3 separate regions of the Gossypium hirsutum genome follow, and regions 1 and 2 are each linked to region 3. A link is a contact called in public Hi-C data. All regions are on one chromosome and are shown on one strand. Each heading gives the region's core, a stretch centred on a gene start, on an enhancer-like site or on the middle of the called end of the contact. The rest is flanking DNA. Distances are from core to core; before and after follow the strand shown. Region 1 holds the start of LOC107956486 (transcription factor MYC2). Region 2 holds the start of LOC107953004 (RNA-binding protein 24-B). Region 3 holds the start of LOC107953000 (CBL-interacting serine/threonine-protein kinase 9).

Region 1 (4,398 bases), core at 894-3,393, 170 kb before region 3:
AATCACAGCCCAATATTTCTCAAAAAAAAAAGATGTGTTTGTTTTTAAAATATTTAAATTATATATAATCATGTAATATTTTAATAGAAAATTTAATTATATTAACTATTTGGATATTACGAAGAAAGAGCATGGGTAAGTATCCAAAACCTTTCTTTTTTTCCTTTTTTTTGTGGAAAAAAAGACAGTCTAAAGTGAAAAACTTAAAAAATTACATTAGTGACTCAAAGTAATAACATAATCCGCCTCAATTAAACTTTTAGTTGATTGCGGTGATTCTTCAAACCAATAAATTTTTTTAGAATTAGTCGCCATACACTTGGTTATATGATCAACTATTGTATTTTGCGACCTCGAAATATGACAAACAATGACCTTCCAATTCCAACTCAATAAATGATGGATAAGACGCATTTCAGTGAAATGATAATCTACAGCTCTGCCAGCTAAAATCACTTCAACTAAGAGAGCATTATCACATTCCACTTCCAACAGTCGATAACCTTTCCTTCATGATATAAGGAGGCCTTCAAGTAAGGCTCTTACCTCAATCTTGAAAATTGAATAATTTCTTAACTTCATCGAAAAGCCACCTAACCACTTACCGTCAGCACTTCTAAACACTCCCCTGATGCCTATAAATGAGCTATTTCTCGATACAGCTCCATCCGTATTAAGTTCAACCTATCCTCTAGTCCAAAACCTTTCTTTTATATATAGTTATATAGATATAATAATATAAGTAACTAATTATTCTCTTTTTCCTTGAGAAATATTTTTACTTTTTAATATTATAAACGATAAAAAAAAAACCTGAAATATAAAAAGACACTGATATAGGAGCGCTCAATCCACAAATGTAAAGCCTTGAGCTAATATAAATATAACACGGTTTGATGATAATTACACAAATAATATTTTAAATTTGAATTTTAAAAATAATATATTAAAAGGGTTAATTATAAAGGTCAGAAAATTAATTTTTATTAAATAAGATTTCTTTTTTTTTTTTGAAAATGATATGAAAACTATGTTAATTTTACGAAATATGTGTCAGTCTATTATATATAGCTATTTTAATAACTCCTATTGTATAGTGTAATATAAAGAACGTAATAGAAAAAAAGTATAATATGGTACGGTATGATATTTCTTTAAGTATGGTTGGTTGTTGGTATATAATAATACATTAATGAGTTTTTTCAGTTTTCAATGATTGGGTTAAAAGATGTATAAATTGTGTGTGATGCCAAATAACGAGGAGCCCATACGCATCGTAGTCACTAGACCTGTCGCTATCAATACACGTGCAAGTGGTGCCAAATGTCTGCCCTTTATTCTATCTCTTCACATGTGACGTTTACGATATTTAAACATGTGCTTTTTTAATCTTTTCACTAAAATCTTTACTCTATCTCTTCCTTTAACTTTACTCACAATATTCAAATCAAATTACTATTAATTAAATTAGTTGAATTTTTTAATTATTTAACTGTTAATAAAATTAAAATATTTTTTAATTATTTTTTAAATTAATTCTTTAGATTAACGGAATTAATTAAAACTTATACATTTTATTTTATTGTTAAAATAAATATGAAACATATAAAAAAAATTTTAAGGTTTATTTAATCAGATTAACCGAATTAACCGAATTAATAATAATCTAATACATATAATATATAATATTAGTTATTAAGTTCAATTAATGCGATTAATTATTCAATTTCGAATTAAATTAACCGTTGACCGAAATTCTAAAAAAATTTTAACTGACCTCCGATTGATTAGATCGATTAATCAAATTAGATCGATTCAATCAATTAATTTAATTTTAATCAAAATTTGAACACCAAGTTAGAAACAAATCCCTCTTTCCTTTATGCTGCTAGGATGATTGAGATTAATATGCTAGTTTCTGTTATCGAAAATTCCAGGTTAATAATTCCAACTTGATAACCTAAAATCATTTCACACAGCCAAAATAAACACGAAAAAACTTAACGAGTTAACGTCACAGTCTTACTGTTAAAATGAACAAAGAAAAGTGGACAAAGCTTATAGGTGAGCATGCAGAGGATTTTAGGATCTTGTGGCCCCCACCTTATAAGTTACAAAGCTTATAAACTCCTCCTCCATCCCCCTTTTTTGTCCAATGCACCCCGTATTCTCTTTTGGTTTTTCTTTTCCTTGTAAAATTTAAGATGATTTAATGGCTTATTTGTTGTAAAGAACTTCCAAAATCTCTGCCTTTCAGATTCCCTCGTGTATTGTTTTCCTTCTTTTTGTATCGGTCAGCCATGGAAGAACTTATAATCTCTCCATCTTCATCTTCTTCACTGGTCTATATGACCCAGGAAACTTCACCTTCAACTCTCCAGCAGAGGCTCCAATTTGTGGTACAAAGCCAGCAAATTTGGTGGACATATGCTATATTTTGGCAGACATCAAACGATGAACATGGTCGTTTGTTTTTGTGCTGGGGAGATGGTTATTTTCAAGGCACCACCAAAGGTACGCCTCCAAAATTATTAAGCGCCAACATTTCGTGCCTAGAAAATGAAAGAAGAAAGGAGATGAAAGGAGCCCAAACTCTCATCGGAGATAACCATGAGGTAGATGTGTCGATGATGGACGGCACCACCGGGGTCAGTGATGCTGAATGGTTCTACGTGATGTCATTGTCTCGATCTTTCCCTGCTGGAGAAGGGATTCCAGGCATGGCTCTAAGTACTGGCTCTCTGGTTTGGTTAACCGGTGCTCATGCTTTGCAGTTTTACAACTGTGAAAGAGCTATAGAAGCACAAATGCATGGCATTGAGACGATGGTCTGTATACCAACTTCTTGCGGGGTTCTTGAATTAGGATCCGTAGAAATGATCAGTGAAAATTGGGGTTTAGTCCAACAAGTGAAATCCATTTTCGGAGCTGATCCCATTGACTTGTTACAAAAGCAATCAAGTACAGATCCAACTCTAACCCGACCTTCAATCCCCTTCCTCGACAGAAACATCTCTTTTGCAGACATGGGTATAGTTTCCGGTGTTGAAGAAGAAGAAGAAAATGTAGGTCCTGTTAATGAAACCAAGCAAGAACACCACAACCACCCAACCAAGAAATATTCCACAAAACTTGGGCAATCTTCTTCTGTGGACTCGGAGCATTCTGACACGGATCGCCCATCACTTGCCATGAGTCATTTAGAGCAGAGAACCCCACAGAAACGTGGAAGGAAACCCGGACTTGGACGAGAGACACCGTTGAACCACGTGGAAGCTGAGAGGCAACGCCGTGAGAAGCTGAACCACAGGTTCTACGCCCTCCGAGCCGTAGTCCCGAACGTGTCGCGCATGGACAAAGCATCGCTCTTATCTGACGCTGTCTCATACATCAGTGAGCTAAAAGCGAAAGTCGAAGAACTGGAATCGCAGCTTCAGAGGGAGTGTAAGAAACCTAAGGTAGAAATGGTTGATGTTACGGATAACCAAAGCACAACCACTTCCGTGGAACAGGAAGCAGCAAAGCCTGATAATTCACCATCCCCTGCAACAGCAGGGTGCGTGGGCCTTGAATTTGATATCAAGATCATGGGGAATGATGCAATGATTAGGGTTCAATCAGAGAATATGAACTATCCAGTTACTAGGTTAATGGTTGCCCTTCGTGATCTGGAGTTTCCGATCCATCATGCAAGCATGTCGTGTGTTAACGAGACCATGCTCCAGGATATCGTAGTCAACGTCCCTGATCTTGAACTCAGAAATGAACAAGGCCTCAAATCTACTCTTCTCAGGAGGCTAGACCACTAAGTTTATCTAGTAAGTGTGTGACGTGAACATCTTTTTCAATGCTTTAGTTTCTTCCTACTGTCGCTTTGTTGGTTTGCCAAATCTCACTCTCTTTATTTATTTGTGGTTTGGTTTTGTATTTTGTGTCCTGTGGTTTCCCTTTTTGGGTTTGTTTTCTGCTTTGTCTTGTATAATTAAGAGATAAAATGAGCAAATATGTTTCCAACAATTTGTAATTTGCCCTTTTTTTTTCTTTTTTTTTTTTTTGTTCTTTGCCTGCTTTATTTCATCCGTTTCTTGCTGCCTCCTTTTCACCAATTCCTTCTACGTATTTTTCTTCTTGCTGTTCCCCAGGTCTAAATTGTTCACACTCTTGAATTTTCACCAAAATATCAGCTTTGTGTGCTTGTAAACCTATAAAATGCCTCTATTTCACTCCAAATCAGGTAAATGAAATCATTCCAAGCAACTTCAAAATAACAATTAATTATAAACCACACCACATTTATGAACTGTTACTGTATAAATATATGTATAGATTACGACGTAAATGTTTGATAGGAATGTTTAAATAAATAAAAATATAATGCAATATACATGATGAATTTAA
Region 2 (4,112 bases), core at 1,396-3,895, 250 kb after region 3:
AAATCAATCTTTTGAACCACTTTGCTACAAATATGAACAAGATTATCATCGGATGCTTTTTGCAGCCGAGACAAAATCATTTGTAAGGTAGAATCCAAAGCCAATATTTAGGTTCCACCTCATGCACATGCATACACGAACGAATATGATTTTCTTCTCCTAATGCTAACAACTAATTCAGACTCTCCCTACTGTCCTATACCAAACATGTATGATGAATCGGTGACTCGAATAGATAATGAACTGTAAACAGTTAGTGGAGCGAGCTTTACATCTAAAATGCCCGTTCCATGAATGAACAACAATCCCCTACTAAAATTCTTTCAGTTCCATGTCTTGTTATGCTAGGTGGTCGGGCATGAAGCATCCTTCTTTTGACTCAAATAAACTTTGTTGTATTCGTTGTTATTCAATTGTTTCCGTTTACTCTCTACCTTTGCTTCCCTTTCAAAACATCATTGATTGTATTGTGAAAGACGCTGCATCCCTCAACAGAAATTAACTTGATGTTTTCTTTTCAGTAGGTGTCCCAGAAATTTGTGAAGGACCTGACTCCGATCCCACCACCCCAGTTGTTGCTATAGTTGCAGGGGGTAGTGATTCTGTAGTCGGTGATGTTGTTTTTGCCGTCTCCGATGACGACACAGTTGTTCTTGCTGCTGTCGTAGTTGCTGTAGTCGTTGTTGCTGTTGTCACAGTTGCTGTAGTTGTAGTTGCTGCAAAATTTGTCGGCAGACTTACTGTTGAATGTTGCATTAAAGTTGTCTTGCCATAGATATTATAAACCAAGAGAGAAAGTGACTGGACTATGTAAACATTCTCCGGATATGTAAAATCCTCACCTGTGGGAGTTATTGCCGAAGGCATTGAAGACGGAAGTGATAGGATCCCCTGCTGAGGCAAATAAGGATACTGTAGCATTTGGGGATATTGGACACCAAAACCATGAGCTTGGCTATTTTGTGCATATTGAGCATAAAATGGATAAAAATTATGAAACATTCCGGGTGTCATTGATGCTCCGGCAGTGTAGTAAGGTGAGAACTGTTGACCTCCATACAAACTATAATAGTTCTGCAAAACACCATCAAATTTAGCTAATCAAAGCAATGTCAAAGAAATTGTTGTTATTTTATTTCTAATTTTCAAGCTCTGTTTATAAACACTAACCAAAGGATAATTACTGTCTTGGGAGTATCCCGTATACCTGAAAGTAACCAAGCAGGGAATGAGGATGATGAAAGGAGATAAATGAAGCAATAAAGAGTACTAAAATGCATGTTAAAATAAGAAATGCCATTGAGGCTTAACCAGTTGGGATTCATGCAGGCAATGCCATTGAATTTCATTTCTAAAATAATTGAACTCACCCATAAGCAGAGTATGGAATGGAATATTGACTATTAGGTTGTTGGATGAATGTTGATGAGGAACCATGATAAACAGGCGATGCCATCAACCCAGGTGCTGGTCTAAACCGTCCAGCTCCTGCATTTATTGACTTCATCTTAAATTAAATTGTTTCATAACTCTAGTTTTTAGATCCACTTTTCAGTTTACCAGATCGCATTGACCAATATGAAATGTTTTCCCAATATGGTAAAAAACACATCTTCAGAATGAACAAAGGAAAAAAAAAGGAGGATTTTTTGATCCTTTGAAATATCATTATCAAACAATAACTTTCCTCACCCCAAATATTGAAGTGAATATTCGCCAGGACCATTTAACATATGCATAAAGAGTTGGTATTGAGATAAGGAAATGACATTTCAACAAGAACCAATACAATTAAAAAGAAAAAGAGAGAAAGAAAACCATGTTGTGGTGGTGGACGAGTCTTCTGTGCACCCAATGAAGCAAGATTGCAGTTCGCCCTCCTTCCATCAATGGTAGGAGACGGGTTTTGACATGCTCTCATGGCTGCATCTGGATCCTTAAATGAAACCTGGAAATGGAAAATAAGGATAATCACCTTCTAATTGTCATATGGAATGAATGATATGTATATATACATATTAAGGAAAGGGATGAATAAGCTTACAAAGCCATAGCCCTTGGATCTCCCAGTATTTTTATCTGTAATAACAACAGCTTCAATAATCTCTCCAAATTGCTCAAAATAACGCTTCATGGTATCTCTTTGAGTTTCCCAAGCCAATCCACCAACAAAGATTTTCGTAAAAGTTGTGTCATTGTACTGCCCTGCTCCTGGATTGTTGCTACCACCCACCATCTGAAATTGCCTTTGTTGAGACATGTAAAAAAACACAGAATAATCTCCCAAATAAAAAAGAGAAACAGAGATGAAAGAAAATGGCTAAGAATCCCACAAAAAAAAAAAAACAAAACAAACAACTACCCCAGAAGCCAAATATAGAGTGGTTAAAAAATGGAGAATTCTTTTTTTCAAAAAAAAAAAGTGAACTTTGATATTGGAGAGTCGTTTCTATGGAAGATCACATCAGTGATTAATCAAACCCAAAAGCCTTTTTTTAAAAAAAAAAAATCCCTTTGGCCTTCTTCAAGCACTCGTGCAATCGTGTATCATGTTTTTTTGTTTTCTCGGTGTTGTTTTTTCTTTCTTTTTTGTTGTTGTTGTTCGTTGTTTTAGCTGTTGTTTTTTTTCCTAATGTTATATAACTGCCACTTTTTTTACAGCCACGATAATTTTATTTTATTGTTTGGTTAAATGGGCCTCCGAAAACATAGGAGCCCAATTTACAGTTTCTTTTTTTCCCTTTAAAACCCTTTTCCTCAAAGTCATAGAGAAAACCCTAACAACATATTGATCTCAGAGCGGCGCTGCACAGCTTGCCGATAACCCATCACTCCTATATTCATCTTTCAGGTAAATTCGTTGATTTTTTTCCATTTCTTTTCTTGTTTGTTTCTTGGGAAATTTGAATTTCCTTTCTGTTCTTTTTTCGGTATTGATGTAAATCTTTACGTTGATTGTGTTTTAATTGCTTTATTTATTTATTTATTTGGTTTAATTCTAATAGCATAAACGATGTCTTCGGTTGGCGAAGCTGCTTGCTCTTATGCTGCTTTGATTCTCTATGATGATGGCATCCCCATCACCGTATCCTTTATGCAAATAATTTAGGGTTGTATGATTTATTATTTAATTTTTTTAATTCTTTGATAGGATTATTGGAAAATAGGAATTTGATTATTGTTGTTGAGAGATTCCCAATTTGTATGGGAACATAGGTATTTTTTTTTTTTGGGGGGGGGTTCTTTAACTGTCATTAATAGGCTGAGAAGATTGCCGCGCTAGTTAAAGCTGCCAATGTCTCTGTTGAGTCTTATTGGCCAAGCTTGTTTGCTAAGCTTTTTGAGAAGTGCGACATTGAGAATCTCATAACCAATGTTGGTGCTGCTGCTGGTGGTGCTCCGGTCGCTGCAGCTGCACCTGTTGCAGCTGCTGGTGGAGGCGGTGCTGCTGCTCCTGCTCCTGCAGAGGAAAAGAAGAAGGTGGAATTAAAAATTACGAATAAATAAGTGGATGTGATATCCTTGTCTCTATTATTTCCTTGCACCATTTATACTGATATGTGATTCTTTGGCTATTTGCAGGAGGAACCAGAGGAAGAGAGTGATGATGATATGGGATTCAGTTTGTTTGATTAGGAACTCCTTTTAGTGTGTGATTCAGCCGACTACGGGTTTAGCGTATTAAGTATGACACTAACTCTTTTGAGTTTTATTGATTTTGGTATTTTTCTCTTAATTAGAAGTGTTAATTTAAATGAAGTGACACTGATGAATGCTTCCTTTTTGAATTATAAGTTTGAATTTTCTTATTTATACAAGTATATTTGACCTTTTTTTTTTTGTTTCATTCTTCATTGAGTGTTGAATGGTATTTGCTTTATTCTTTTGCAATGCATGTTTTTGTGTTGGTTTTGATTGTTGGTTCATTATGCTTATAGATGACATCTCTTGATTTGATCCAACTGAAATTATCAGTTGTTGGGAATAGCTATTTGATACGAAGAAATAAACTGTAGTGAATTTCTATATTATCTATTGTAGAGTGGAAAAGTAGGACGAGAAGAAAAAGAGTAGTAAAATGGAAGGGCAGAAAGAAAGAACCGAAAAGCTGA
Region 3 (4,309 bases), core at 513-3,012:
GTTCAATGTGGTCGATTTTTTTATCAGCCCTAGTCATGTTCATGGTTCATTGTCGTTGTTGTTGGATTCCCTCTTCTTAAAGATGATTCAAATGTTAATGGTACCAATATTGAAATTTCAAGTTACAAATAAACCCCAAAAAAGTGTTTTGGACTAATTATAGAGAAGTCCCTAGCTTTAATTAAAAGTAAAAAAAAAATATCAAGTCAATTCGTTGATTAATGAAAATTTTAACGGTAATGAAAAATTTAAATAATTATCTGAATTAAAGTGATTAAATTAATAAAAAAATTTAAATGATGAAAATAAAAATATACTATTTAAGATGATGTGCTGTGGCTTATCCTAAAAACAAATAAATTGTAACAGGGATTCAAAATTTAAGCGTGATCATTATATTTATGGATATTTTTATTTGGATTTGACTCCTGCCATATTACGCTATAATTTGTTATTTGTTGAATTACAATGTTAATGGCACAGTACAGTTTGTCTTTTAAGGATACCTGTGCTTTGTCCCTGGTTAGGGTGTAATCAATCAAATCCACTTAATTTAATTAATTGGTTGATTAATCGATTTAATTTGATTGGAAGTTGGTTAATGATTTTTTAGAAATTTAATTATCAATTAATTTAGTTCGAAATTAGGTAATTAATCGAACTTAATAATTAATAATATAAATTATATGTAATTTTAATTCGGTTAACCGACCGAATTAACCGAAATCTTTCGGTTTGGTTGTTTAAAAGATTAAAAAGTTCGATTAATTCAGTTAATACTAATTCAGTTCAATTCGGTGCCTAGACATGATGATGGGTCGGGCTGAGAAAGTGGAAGAGTTTAAATAAAAATATAGGTCTGAAAAATAGACTTGGACAAAAAAATGAGGCCTGTTTTCTAAACCGATCGAGTCTTGGGTAAGCTTTTTTGGCCTTAGCTTGGCCCGAATTTGCAAAAATATAAAAAAAACTGCTGCTTTTGTTGCTGTCTTCATTATTTTTGTTGTTGTTTTGTCATAGTTCTGGTGCTATTTCGCTATTATATTACAACTATTTTATTGTTATTGTTTGAATATTGTATAACTCTTATTTTATTATTATTATTTTAGAGGTATTTGTTTACTAAGTTGCAACTATCTTAGGGTTATTTAAGTGTAAATAATTTTTTTTAAAAATTTATACATGTTATAAAATAAAGAGAGATAGAGAGTGTAAAGAACAAAAAAAATATGGGAAGTAATAGAAAATATATTTTATTGATCAATGGGATCAATATAATACTTGTTCAAAATTTTTATTTGTAAGCATAAAAAGTATAAATGAAATAGACATTTACTTAATAATATATTCATAACAATACATTTATTTTAATGTTTGTACTTGTAGTATATTTGATGTATTTTATTTCTAAAATTTATTTTTATATAAAAATTTTAATATAAACGGGCTGAATTGAACTTAAATTTTAACATTTTTACGTGAATTAAAATTGAACAAAATTTTAACTCAGGCCGAATCAAACTTAAAAACCCGCATAAAATTATATTAAGATCCGACGGGGGTCATCTTCACCTCTAATCGTGCCCCTCTGCCCTAAAAAGAATAAAACAAATATCAGGTGTAAATAGGAGAGACAGATGGGTAAAATTACGAAGGCCACGGAAGGGACACGGTAAAACTAAATCGGATCCACGTCATCAGCGGTGGACCCCAGCCTCCCAAAAAGTGCAAATAAATAAATGGCATCATAAACATCGTCATCAATATCATTTTGATTCAAACAGCCATCCTCCTTCCCCTCTCCCTCTCCCTCTCCCTCTCCCTTCTCCCATTTGTTTTCCTTCACATTCCTCTCACCGTTTTCGGCCGGGCTTGCAATTTTGATTTAAAAGAAAACCATCTTGAAAATCAGTAACGAAAGGAAATTGAAATCGGATCGAAGGGTTGAGGGCGAGAGGAGAAGAATGAGCACTAAGAAGAAAACATCGCAGGGTCACTTGAGTAGAACACGCATAGGAAAGTACAAGCTGGGAAGAACCCTGGGTGAGGGGAGTTTCGCAAAGGTCAAGTTCGCTGAGAATGTCGAGACCGGCCAGTGTGTGGCGATCAAAATCATGGATCGTGATCAAGTTCTACGTCACCGTATGGTCGAACAGGTGATCTCCCTTTCTAATGTCCCACCATGCATATTTTAAAACAACATTAAATTTAAAAACAAAAAATTGCATTTCAGTTATCTCCCTCCGCCGCCAATAAACATGGGGTCTCACGTAAACTTTACTACGGAAACAGGGAACCACGTGGGACCATGTTTAATGTGGGGGTCTATAGGTCAAACGTTGGATTAAATCGAATCTGGGTTCATGATTAAATATGTTCGCCTGTTTCATATTCAATCATTAATATTTTCGTTTCTTTGTTTTTTTCTCTTTTAATGATTGCAATTTTATTCGGGGCAGATAAAAAACGAAATCTCAACGATGAAGCTCATCAAGCATCCCAATGTCATTAAAATATTTGAGGTAAATGAAACTAATGTCTGCAATTATGGTGTTTGGTTTACTCTGCTTTGCATTGTTGATAAGATTTTTTTTTTTACTTTAATTTTGCTTCTAATGCATAGGTTATGGCGAGCAAGACAAAGATTTACATCGTGATCGAGTTCGTTAATGGTGGCGAGCTCTTCGACAAAATTGTAAGGACTTGTTGGGCATTTATAGTTAAATGAAGATGAAGCAAATGTTATATAAATTCGCTCATTGAGTTTCTATTCGCAATAGCTGTTTATTGTTTAAAGTAATAAATCTTTGATATTTATAGGCCAGGCACGGGAGACTCAAAGAAGATGAGGCTAGAAGCTATTTCCAGCAGCTTATTAATGCTGTTGATTACTGCCACAGTAGAGGCGTCTACCATAGAGATTTGAAGGTTCAGCTTCAATTAACTGATTGATGACTGCTTAAAAGCTTTCCACTTTGGAACTTGGGTTTTGCTTCCTGATTCATATGTGACATGTTCATTTCATTTTTTGCAGCCAGAAAATCTTCTTTTGGACTCCTATGGTGTTCTTAAAATTTCAGACTTTGGATTGAGTGCTTTCTCACAGCAAGTTCGGGTAAGCATTTACTCATTTGCTAGGATGGTTTCTCGATACAAAAAGTTATAATATAATAGCCACAGGTGAAAGCTTTTAGTTGGCAATTGAGATTATGTAAATGCTAAATATCAATTAAGAAGGAAAAGAAAAAGGGAAAAACTGTCTTTTGTTTTAGTGTAATCTTTCTTTTTCTTTAATATGGTATAGATGCAAACCTTTCTAACATTTTTTGGAATGTAGGAGGATGGATTGCTTCACACTGCATGTGGCACTCCAAATTATGTTTCTCCAGAGGTATTCCATCATGACTTTATTGAGACAATAAGCTTTAATGCTGCCACTTTTTGTTCACTCTGTTTCCTCTTACCTCCCATTTTTCTTGACAGGTACTTAAGGATAAGGGTTATGATGGAAAATCATCTGATATTTGGTCTTGTGGAGTTATTCTGTTTGTACTTATGGCTGGTTATTTGCCTTTTGATGAGCCAAACCTTATAACCTTGTATAACAAAGTGAGTATTCCCAGAATTGGCTTCTCTATTTAGATGAGAACTTCACTAAAACTTTTGGTACATCTTGATGAAATTCAGATTGGGAAGGCCGATTTCACTTGTCCGTCATGGCTTTCACCTGGTGCAAAGAAATTCATAAAGCGTATTCTTGATCCAAACCCTCTTACAGTAAGTTCAGAATTCAGTCATGCTTTGAGACTTACAGAATGATAATAAGAATATTAAGCAATTAACTTCCTTTTATCTCTTTCTTTTGTTTTTTTAAACACTGTAACTTCTTATAGTTGAACATGCTCTCGGTTGAAACACTGGACATTATTTGTTGCAGCGTATAACTATCCATGATATCTTAAACGATGAATGGTTCAAGAAAGGGTACAAACCACCCAAATTTGAGGAGGAAGAGGATGTAAATCTTGATGATGTAGATGCAGCTTTTAATGACTCAAGGGTAAGACATTTTTGTCATGTGCCTGCTTTGTTTCTCTAGGAAATGAGGTTTATATAAGCATAATCTCTTAAAATAGCATATTATTATATTTTAGGTCTATAGACTTAAGTTGTTATCTAAAACTGGACCGGTGTGTTTGCAGATAATCTACTTAGAGTGAAATGGTAATAAGAGAATGAATTTCATCCTATGATACTAATCATTTGTTTATTTTGCAGGAACACTTTGTAACAGAAAGGAAAGAGAAGC

What was found. A called contact is a pair of places that touch in the nucleus more often than the background predicts.
Region 1: a Hi-C map of leaf shows a contact between it and region 3, with 2.9 times the contacts expected there. The contact joins the promoter of LOC107956486 here to the promoter of LOC107953000 in region 3. A contact is called at or near these places in 5 of 34 Hi-C or Micro-C datasets (fibers, leaf and petal).
Region 2: a Hi-C map of leaf shows a contact between it and region 3, with 1.8 times the contacts expected there. The contact joins the promoter of LOC107953004 here to the promoter of LOC107953000 in region 3. A contact is called at or near these places in 9 of 34 Hi-C or Micro-C datasets (anther, callus, leaf and 2 more).

What each region holds. Positions count from the first base shown.
Region 1 is chrA07:29,551,155-29,555,552 of Gossypium_hirsutum_v2.1, reverse strand. It overlaps LOC107956486 (transcription factor MYC2), which reads left to right and starts at 2,143. Exons shown (of 1, transcript XM_016892137.2): 1 at 2,143-4,056. The coding sequence starts at 2,301. The coding sequence ends at 3,809.
Region 2 is chrA07:29,136,986-29,141,097 of Gossypium_hirsutum_v2.1, reverse strand. LOC107953004 (RNA-binding protein 24-B) reads right to left here and starts at 2,645. Exons shown (of 6, transcript XM_016888229.2): 1 at 2,045-2,645; 2 at 1,819-1,948; 3 at 1,371-1,488; 4 at 1,171-1,207; 5 at 843-1,074; 6 at 1-716. The coding sequence starts at 2,260. The coding sequence ends at 499. It overlaps LOC107953005 (60S acidic ribosomal protein P1), which reads left to right and starts at 2,710. Exons shown (of 4, transcript XM_016888231.2): 1 at 2,710-2,851; 2 at 3,006-3,085; 3 at 3,262-3,480; 4 at 3,583-3,809. The coding sequence starts at 3,014. The coding sequence ends at 3,636.
Region 3 is chrA07:29,384,243-29,388,551 of Gossypium_hirsutum_v2.1, reverse strand. LOC107953000 (CBL-interacting serine/threonine-protein kinase 9) reads left to right here and starts at 1,762. Exons shown (of 14, transcript XM_016888222.2): 1 at 1,762-2,156; 2 at 2,460-2,522; 3 at 2,624-2,695; 4 at 2,821-2,928; 5 at 3,035-3,115; 6 at 3,338-3,391; 7 at 3,484-3,609; 8 at 3,688-3,777; 9 at 3,938-4,060; 10 at 4,279-4,309. The coding sequence starts at 1,965.